Linked DNA regions of Hordeum vulgare: region 1 is linked to region 2. A link is a contact called in public Hi-C data. All regions are on one chromosome and are shown on one strand. Each heading gives the region's core, a stretch centred on a gene start, on an enhancer-like site or on the middle of the called end of the contact. The rest is flanking DNA. Distances are from core to core; before and after follow the strand shown.

What was found. A called contact is a pair of places that touch in the nucleus more often than the background predicts.
Region 1: a Hi-C map of seedling shows a contact between it and region 2, with 5 times the contacts expected there. The contact joins the promoter of LOC123426392 here to the promoter of LOC123426354 in region 2. A contact is called at or near these places in 2 of 6 Hi-C or Micro-C datasets (leaf and seedling) and 1 of 1 datasets of contacts at active chromatin or transcription factors (embryo).

The regions. Positions count from the first base shown.
Region 1 is chr1H:103,489,875-103,495,021 of MorexV3_pseudomolecules_assembly, reverse strand. LOC123426392 (arginine--tRNA ligase, cytoplasmic-like) reads right to left here and starts at 1,956. Exons shown (of 18, transcript XM_045110225.1): 1 at 1,826-1,956; 2 at 1,140-1,258; 3 at 908-1,041; 4 at 720-795; 5 at 472-573; 6 at 162-377. The coding sequence starts at 1,925.
Region 2 is chr1H:102,614,110-102,619,038 of MorexV3_pseudomolecules_assembly, reverse strand. It overlaps LOC123426354 (receptor-like protein kinase HERK 1), which reads right to left and starts at 3,398. Exons shown (of 2, transcript XM_045110167.1): 1 at 2,956-3,398; 2 at 1-2,834. The coding sequence starts at 2,493.

The DNA of each region.
Region 1 (5,147 bases), core at 707-3,206, 880 kb before region 2:
ACATCCAGGAAAAAATAAGGATGAATTTATGTGCATAACAACATTCTCTATGAACCAAAAGGGTTCAACAGATTAAGGTGGCATATGTTTGTACCCGTATTTTTCACCAGAAAAAGAACAAGTATTAAAGTACCTAAAGGTTATAGCACCAAATCTATTACCTGTGTACCCCAGTCTCCCACATGATTGCGTCGAAGAACTTCAACATTTGAGAATTCAAACATGCGTGCTAAGGTGTCTCCAATGATTGTTGACCTTAGATGCCCAACATGCATTTCCTTTGCAATATTAGGAGATGAGAAATCAAGCACTACCCTCTTAACTGGAAGAATTGGTGCCCAAGTTTTGATACCATTCACAAGCATATCTTGTATTCTCTGCAACAATGTAGTTCATTGGTGCTTAGCAGAAAGGAAATGTAGTATCAATGAATGCATGCAAAACTTGCAGGTAAAACAATTTCAGGCAGACCTTAGCAACCCAGCTCTTGGATAAGACAATATTCACAAAACCAGGACCAGCAACAGAGGCTGATTCAATAACGTCACAGGCAGGCAGGTTCTTAGCAATCGACTGTGAAAAAAAACAGCATGAATGAAAAGGTTGAAATGAATGAACAAGGTAATAATGGCAGTGGCACGTATGAAAGAACCCTACTGCTCCATGAGATTTTCTTGAAGTAAACCACCAGCACTCCAGAGAGTTAGGATCGTTCTTACCTGTCCAATTGCATTGGGGTTTTTGAAGCTTGTCCCGGATCCCTTTACTTTTGACCACAATCCCATTGCATTGTTGCTGCATACCATTTAGATACAATTTTTTGATGAGCACATTGAAGGGATGCTAACATGAACAGGAGTCGCAGATGTCCAGATCGTCAAATAAAATAGACACCCGGGCAACGTACCACTGGTAGTCACCAAATTTTCCCGTGCAAACTTCAACTATCGGTTCTACATCCACTTCAGGCACTGTCGCATGGAGTGACAGAGCCACCAAGTTGGAGATCTGCTGCTTGACACTCCCGGCTCCCTGCACGGCCTGGCAATATGTTTGAGACGGCACCATCTCAGTCAAGTAGATGCAGGCAAACACTCACACAACACAATCATCTCCAGAACCAGCAATCCAATACTCACCGGTGCTGCAGGTTCCTGGGCCGAGCCTGAGGCAGAAGTGGAGGTCTCGTCTCCCATGGTGGTGGACGCGTAGCAGGCACTCCTCGGTAACCTTGTGAAGGGAGATGCTCTACAATGACCTAGCTAGATAGGCAGCACAAAGATAAGCAACAAGGCCGAAATTAGGCCCCAAATGAAGGAGCTATGAAATGAAACTTGCATCGTCGGCCACGAATCCCCAAGCTACAATTAAAACCTAGCATGTTATAAGTTAACTTGAGCAGAGTGCAGGATTAAACCACAGCCTTTTTCATCCCCAATTCTAAATGCTGTGGGTAAATTCACACGCGCCCATACGCCGACTAGCAGATTCGTGCACAGCAAATTTAGTCTAGAGTGCTATAAACCGGAACCATGTGGAACTAAATTCAAACATAAGCATCGTAAACCCTAAGGCCTAAACCCCGCAAAAGGTCCACTAGACAAACCACCATTCCCAGTAAATCTTCGGAGCTCGTAGGCACGCACTCTAAACCAAAAACGGCACCAAGCTCAGGCCCCATGAACCCTCGGATTTCTGCTCCCAAATCAGACCTCGCAACTCCGGGCGACGCGGGGACCGCGCAGCGCTATGAACAACCGGAGCCGGGTGGAACCGGATGAGGATTGGGGGAGAAGGGGAAGTAGCGGGAGAAGCGAGGACTCACCGAATCGCGGAGCAGCGCGGCGGGCGGAGACGAGGAGGAGTCGTGCGGGGGTAGGCGCCGCCACTACTGCAGTTGCTGCTGCGGCCGCGAGTGCCCGCATCTCGACCTCGTTCTCGAATAAATACGCTCCCACGCCGCGTGCAAGGAAAGGCTGGGCGAGGGTTTTCGCTTGTGCCTTATCGGGCCCGTCAAGTCTCGACCTCTTTTTCTTTTTCTTTTTTTGAGGGGTGAGTCTCGACCTGTTTGGGGCGTGGATATGGAGCCAAACTCGCCAAACACAGATTCCGCTCGAAATTTGCTTAATTTTGACTTTAAAATTTCAGTCTTTGGGCTTAGTGCATCTTCAAAGCTGATCCGTAAATTTTCTTCCGCGTCCGTCCATGATAGAACAGTCCAATTACATTTCAAGTAAATTTTAACAAAAATGAACAAATTTGATTCAAAGACGAACAAACCGAGCGATATTCATTGTCGGTGCACTAGGGAAAGGGTACCCAATGCCCGTGACTTATGCACAGCACTAGTAGTAAGGAAACCCATAAGCGTTGGCACTATGTCGAAGACCCAAGCAAACATTCAAAACAAGACGTCGGCAGGACTTACTGCAAGACCTGCGCAGACATGGCACAACGCACCAAGAACTCTCGGGCCCCTGCCGGGGACCGAGGCACAAGCACCCTCAAAGAAGAACCGGCAAGTCATTCCTCCGGCAAACACGAGCCCATCCGCCACCGCTCCACCTCATTGCCACATCAGTCACTTATCGATGAGGTGTCGAGCCCCCATGTGGCTAAGTGGCTCTCGTTGCACGCGTGTTGACATGATGGAAGACGGGTTATCTCTCCTTGACACCCTCATAGGCGTGTCAAGTTGTGGTGCAAAGGTTAGCTAAAGCCGTGGCGAGAGCTTGTCGGGAACGCACCCCCCACCTGCCACCTAGCCTAGCATTTATGGCACTTTGTCTTAAGTGTCAAAGTTAAGTACGATAGCACTATTAGTTGTCTAATCATGTCTGTTTGCCACTTTGGACGCCCCTTTTGCTATAAGAGGAGGCCCAAGGCAACCTAGCAAGGAATTCGGACCCTAGGACATTCACACGCACATAGCAGCTCCCTTTCACGACAACCCTTGTCGGGGAAGGTATATCGTGTGAACTCTGTCTTTCTCAAATAAATCCACCAAAGCAGGAGTAGGGTTTTACGATTCTCAGCGGCTCGAGCCTAGGTAAATCCTCCGAGTCTCATAAGTGTGTTGCCTTGCGGTTTCTCCTCTTTGTGCGATGAATTCTCCTCGTTGAACCACAAATGAGCCAACGACTCCATAGGTGATCGAGTGCTACCATCCCCGACATTCATTTATACTAGGATAGTTTTTACATAAAACCGGATGATATTTCGTCTAATGAACCAAAAACCTTCAACAAAGCCGTTGTCGGAGTCGTTGGAGTCGGGCTTCGGGATGGCGGAAGGGTGCGGTGTCGCGGCAGGGCTTCCTCGCACCACCTTACGCTCGCACATAATCATCTTCGCTTCCTCTTGTGTCATGCGCAGTGCGGTCGTGGCCACGAATGACATGGGCGGGGGGAGAGGGCGGCAGCCCTTGGAGGAGGCGGCGATGGCGGCGATCTCGCCGAGAGACCACTCCTCGCCATCTTGACCATCTCCCCATCGAGGCGGCGGAGACGACGCTTGTTGTCCAGGACCCGAGCTTACGCCAACTCCAGATCCGTCGCGATGTGTGGCGGCGGGCCGTTAGAGTCCGTGAACTCCGATCGACGTGCCATGTTGCACCTGTTCCATCGGGGGTCGCTGCCTGTTGGCGTACTCCACCGTCGTTAGAGCGCTCCGGGAGGACGAGCTATTGTTGTCGCTGCGGCCGCCGTCGAGGTAGTGCCGAAGGCGACCACGTGTCCTCACGGCGATCGCATGAGGCAGGGGTTGTGACGAGCAGCACTCCTCCTTGATGTGGCGGGGCGGCCGAAAGCGCTGCTCCTTCTTCACGCGATGGGGAGGCGGCGAGAGCAGCTCCTCCTTGACGCGTTTGGGCGATGGCCAGAGGGGACCCTCCTTCACGCGGTGCCTGATTTGGACATCGAGGTTGCGCAAGGGAGGGTAGGGACGGGACACAGGATCTGGCTTGATGTGAAGGAGCGTCTCAGGTGGTGCCGACAGGCCGTTGACGTGGAGGACGAAGCATGACCTCCATCAGTCACTCGTACTGCTCATCGGTCACGATGTAGACCTCCCCTTGCATCGCCGGTTGCTGTAGCGGCTGGTCCTCCTCGTCGAGGAGATGACGATCTCCTCCTTTGCTGAGGAGCCGGCCGCCGATGAGGACGACTGCCCTAGAGTTCAAGGGCGATGTCGCCACGAACCTACGGATTCGTCGCCTGTCGCCATCGAGGCCCACAACTTGCCCATTGCCGGAGTTGTGAGGAAGAGGGGATGTGAGAATGAGGACGTGCGGACTGATGCGGTGAGTGCGATGTGGACGGTGTCGGAGCATGACTTATAAAGCCTCGACCACACCATGTGAACAAACGGTCAACCACTTCAATGCGGCACAACGACGGGAGTTTGTTCTTCTCGAAGCTGCGTGTGCATTGAAGCGGGGGCTCCTGAGAGGTCGCGTTGGTCAGCGATGCGTGTGTGGTCACATTATGTGGCATCAATGTCGGTCGTTGCGTGTACTGGGCCGGTATTGGTGCGGTGCTAGAAATGGCGCGTGCATCGGAAGGAAATCGCGGGAGAGGCGGGTGGGGTTGTTTGGTGGGACAGATTAGTCAGACGCGAATGCGGCAGTAGTCTGGACGCCTGCAAATCCCCCCCCCCCACACACACACTTTGTCTCCAATTTGTGGGGAAAACATGTTTGGACCATCGAGCGGGCCGATACATGAGTGTGTTGGATGGCAAAACACGTCCGGAGTGTGCGGTCTGGACGGTTGCGGGGGGTGAGGGTCGGCGTTGGAGATGCCCCTAGGTGTTGATAACTTGATATGCCACCACGTTAAGATTCGAACATGGACATTTTTTGGGGGAATTCTTTTAACAGAGACATTATGACATCTCTGTGGTTTGTCTTGCACTATGTTCTATTTGCAAAAAATGTTATTAAACTGGTGTCAGTTTCATAACAATCTCGAGCGAACTTCTCACTCGTCATTGGACGCTGATCATGGATAGTGAAGCAGTGGGGTGCCGCCACGTCAGTTGCAACCACCGTTCCCTCGGGGTGATTTGTCACGTGAATGAGCACATCTATTTCAAGGCATATTCTCACAATGATCGTCCATGCAGCTCACATTCCTCTTTCCTCTTGT
Region 2 (4,929 bases), core at 2,149-4,648:
GGCATCGTTGGTCGACATCTGAGAGTAATCCATGTTTGTGGGGCTTTCGTCTGCGGTGCCAATCTCCAGAGAGCCCATCCTTCTGGTGTCCGGAGGAAGTTCAGAGATCTGATTCATGCTGTCAACATTGGAGACGTCCGGGCCGGCCTCCTGCAGCTGGAGCACAAACTCCAGATTCCACAGGACATCACCCATGGTAGGGCGGTCAACGCCGTAATCCGCAAGACACTTCTCGACAGTCTCACCGTACTTCCTCAACGACTCAGGCCTGATTGTCCCAGCGATCCGTTGATCGACGATCTGACCAAGCTCTCCCCTCTTCTGCCACTTGATAGCCCATTCTGCGAGGTTGATCATGTCTCTTGGAAGAGTTGGGTCGATGACTGGCCTCGCGCATATCACCTCCAGCAAGACCACGCCGAATGAGTACACATCCGACTTGTCGGTCAGCTTCTGCCTCCGGTAGTACTCAGGGTCAAGATACCCGAAGCTCCCTTTCACCGCAGTGCTAACATGTGTCTGATCCAACTCAGGTCCCGTCTTCGACAGGCCGAAATCAGAAACCTTGGCCATGAGATTTTCGTCGAGGAGAATGTTTGCAGACTTGACATCACGATGGATGATTGACTTTGCAAAACCCGTGTGCAGGTAGTGGAGGCCCCTTGCAGCCCCTATGCATATTTCCACCCTTTTCTTCCAGCTGAGAGGAGGCATGTCACTGCCATACAGGTGACTCTTCAGCGTGCCTTTCTCCATGTACTCGTACACCAAGATCATCTCGTTCTGCTCATCGCAGTATCCGATGAGTGACACGAGGTGACGGTGTCGCAGCCCTGACAGCAGCTCGATCTCTGTCCGGAACTCTCTGAGCCCTTGGTGGGACTTCTGGTTGCCCCGCTTCACTGCGACTTTGGTGCTGTCCTGCAGAACTGCTTTGTATACCTTCCCAAACCCCCCAACTCCGACAACCATTTGCTCGTCGAAGTGTTTGGTTGCTACTTGCAGCAAAGCAAAAGGAATCCGGTAGCTTGCATCACTGTTTGTCCCAGATGTAAGAGTGGTCCGGCTGGTTGTTCGGGTACCTGTGCTAAGGAAGCTAAGGCCATTGAGGGTGAGTGGTGACCAAGAACTTGAAGGCCGACTTGTCGGTGCCCGCCGCGGCTTCTTCTCCTTTTTCTTTCTTCTGAGGACGAAGCAGAGAATAATGGCAATGCTAACAGCACCAACGCCTCCGAGAACAGTGCCCAATATGATAGCCAGTTTCCTATTTGGCGTTCCTGGTGGCCACACAACATAAACAGTGCCAGTACTGATGTCCATCTTCATGATCTCCAGGCCATTCAAGATGCCATCTGGTGCCACATTGTTCAAGCTGGAAGGCCCAATGCCGACACTTAGCTTACCAGAAGGATCACTTGACTTCAAGACAAATTCCATGTAGTATGGCACAGCCAAGGTACCAAGAACTCTTTCAGAGAGGTCAACATTTTCTAACGCTAACCGGCCATCCACATAAATATCAAAGTAGAGGGAATATGCTGCCTTGCTCACTATGTCACAAAAATGGAAGCGGATCAGATAGCTCGAACTACCATCAACATCAAATTGCCATGTCATGTTGGACACTAAGCTGGTTCTATTTTGCACAGCAAACCGCCTTGCAGTGTTGTACACACTGTCCGGTGCATCCTCCTTGGTTGCAGCACCTTTCTGATAATTCAGCTTCGCTTGGTAAGCAAACAGTTCAGTGGTAGTGGAATTTAGGAAGAAGTTCTGGTCAGTATCCCATGAACGCGAGAGTGTGTCATTGGCAGCGGTCACCTCCCGTCCACCCACATTAATCCTGTAGAATGTCTGAAATGACTGTGTTGTAAGGCCGAGATACTGGCCGGAGGGATTTACAGTTTGCGCTGAATCACGTATCAGATCATCAGGAACAGATATTACTTCAATAGCATTGATGAAAGATGTGCTGTTTCCCAGAGGCACAAATGTGAGAATCAGCTTATCCTCAGTAATATTCAGTGAATACTCCCTGACCAGCGGTGAGGAATTGCTCGGCGGAGTGAAATTGTCAAGTAACACAACATCCTGCGTGGACACTTTGAACTTTGCCACGGCAAGATCATAGCTTTGGTATCTGAAACCGAAGAAGTGCAGCCGGACAAAATGCCGGCCACGGCTCTTCATGTTGAAGGAGTAGGACGACGGCACACTGAATATCCTTGCAGTTTGATACAGCACAGGATTGTCAGAACTTATGACTGCATCCGGCAAGGTATTTGCGGCGACGTTGTGATCTGATTTCAAAATAGTTGAGCCGGAATTGTCTGCTCTGAAGAACCCCTGACCTGGGACATGAACGTCAACGGTGGAACCACAGTTGATGAGGTAGTTGTCTGCAGGGGTGAATTCAGCATTGCAGGTACCAAGAAGAACCCAGATGGTCCCAAGAAGGAGCAGAGCTATCTTTTGCTCAGAAGTGGTGCCCATGATGAATCTGAATGGAAACTGGGGTTAAAGGGACACAGGTGCCATAAATTGCACAAAGATGCAGCCAGCCAGCAAGGAAAAAGGGAGAGCTAGAACAACTGAAGAGAGTAGAGATGATGAAACTGTTCCAGAGCCCAAGGCATGCAATCCCTCAAAACTAATGTCATTTCAGGCAGCAAGAACACTCGAAAATTGAAGCAGTAGAAAGTGTGAACAGGCTTAGATTTTCTGTGTCTTGGTCGGCAGGAGGAGGAACCACCAGAAAGAAACCTTGCTTATCAGGCAAGCAAGAACCTTATCAAGCACACCCGCAGCATGGCTCCATCCACCACGAACTGGATCTGCACAATAGTCCCACAACGACACCATCAGTATCATCTCCAACATGCAGGGGCCAGGAGAAACAGACCAAAATCCTTCGGGTGAAATCAACCCAATCCCCCAGCTAAGACGAGGGTTTACCTTTGCCGTGCAGGCCTCCCAGCAGCTGAATCGCCTCTCGCCTCCGCCCAAACAAGCAGCCTCGCGATTCTCACCGGAGCCCCCGCAAGAACTTCAGCCAGGCGGTTGGGAAATCGGAGGAGCCAGAGCCAGTCTTTTCTTGAAGCCAGCCAAGAGAAGAGGGAGGGAGCACAGGTGGAGCGGAACTGGCGGAGAAGCAGACAACGGCACGCCGCCGCTTTTAACTTTTGAGCGAAGCGAAGCGGACAAAGAGATGGCAACCCAAATGCTCGTCTGGATGGGGATTTTGGATGGAGTGATGGCGATGGTGGCCCGGAGGTTGGCGAGATTTTGAGCAGAGTCTTCTTGGGTCCGGGAGGAAGAAAGAAAGGGTCCTCGCGGGTGAGAAGGGCAGGTAGAACAGGACGTTTTCTGGCCCCTGCGGCGAGAAGCGGCGAATTAATTGGGGTGCAGAGGGCGGTGAGTTGGTGGGAAGATAAATTGAAGAGGCGTGCATGAGCTGGACGCGGGCCCAGGGGGTCGTGAGGTGTGGACGAGAAGACTGGAAAGAGGATTACGACAAGGCCGCTCTGCTCCAAATGGCGGGCGGAGCTGCGTCGACGCGGTTTGTGCCTTTTGGAAGTCTCGGGCTGCTTTTGAAAAGCATGGTTCCGAGAACTTAAACAATGTGAACAGCAAAGGATTGGGATGTCATGTGAAAAAAGGTTGAGGAAGGACCATTTGAAGGACAAAATCATTGTTCTGATTTTTTTGAAAAGATGAGCATAAAAAGAACCCGGTTTAAAAAGATTTCATGATTTAACCTTTTTTTAACGCCACAAGCCGTGTTGTTGCTTCCCCAATAAGAAACGCCAGTGTAATGTGGCGTTGCTGGCCACCACCAATATGCGTGTCCTCCGTGGTGTTTTTCCTTTCTTGAAACGCCACCACATCTGGCGTTTCTAAGCACCACTGCAACGCCAAGCACTATGATGTTTCTTCCTGCCTATTTATTAGGAGGCCACCCTTCATGCACCACTCACTTTCTTCTTCCACCCCCTTCTTCCTCGAGCTGCGGCCCCTTTTCCCCATTTCTCCCTCGCTTCTCCCCTCTCAAATCCTTTCAAAAGGATTGGTTTGGTCCGTGGATCCGGTATCATTTGCATTGCTTGAGGTAATCTCCTTCATCTTTCCATTTTTATTGGTTGGGATTGTCTATTTGGGTGGTTTTTTGCTCATGTGTTTCTAGCCCTAATAATGAGTATAGTTTTTCCAATAATGGGTATAGATGTTCTTAGTTTATCTAGTAATGAGTATAGTTGTTCCAATTTTGTTGCATTGTATTGGTTGGTTTTATGCTTATTGTTTAGGGTTAGGGTAATGCTTAATTAGGATGGACATATATGTTTCTTAGTTGTTTTGTTAGAATGTGACTTAGCATTGGTAATTTTGTTCCCTTTTTTAGATGGACAAGATTGTGAATGCTCATTATGTTGACAAAGAGGCATTCATGAATGTTGATATTGTTGACAAGTATGAGAAAGTGTTGACATTTCTTGAGAGTCCTACTTATGAAGAGGTTGTGGCAGAAACTCAGATAAGATTGAAGTGGGTTGATCCAAGTGACCAAGTAGAATTATTAGGAAGACTAGATCATCGATGGCGCGCGTTGCTGCGCCCGTCTACTATTTCATTGGAATAATAGGAACATAAATATAAGAGAAATGAAATATAGAAATTCAGTTAAAAGTATATCATTCAGTAACCGAAAAGGGATATTCTTAGACTGATGTATTAGTCAGTTGTGACAAGTGATAGTATTCTCACAGGTATAAGATAAATGAAACAAAGAAATTCAATTATGTAAAGATATGTTGTATCATTCAATAATCAAAAAAGGATATATTATGCTAATGTATTAGTCAGTTGCGTGCGCTAAGGTTGTCATGATATAACAGTACCAGAATCACATTAGGTTGATCTGAAACTAATGTA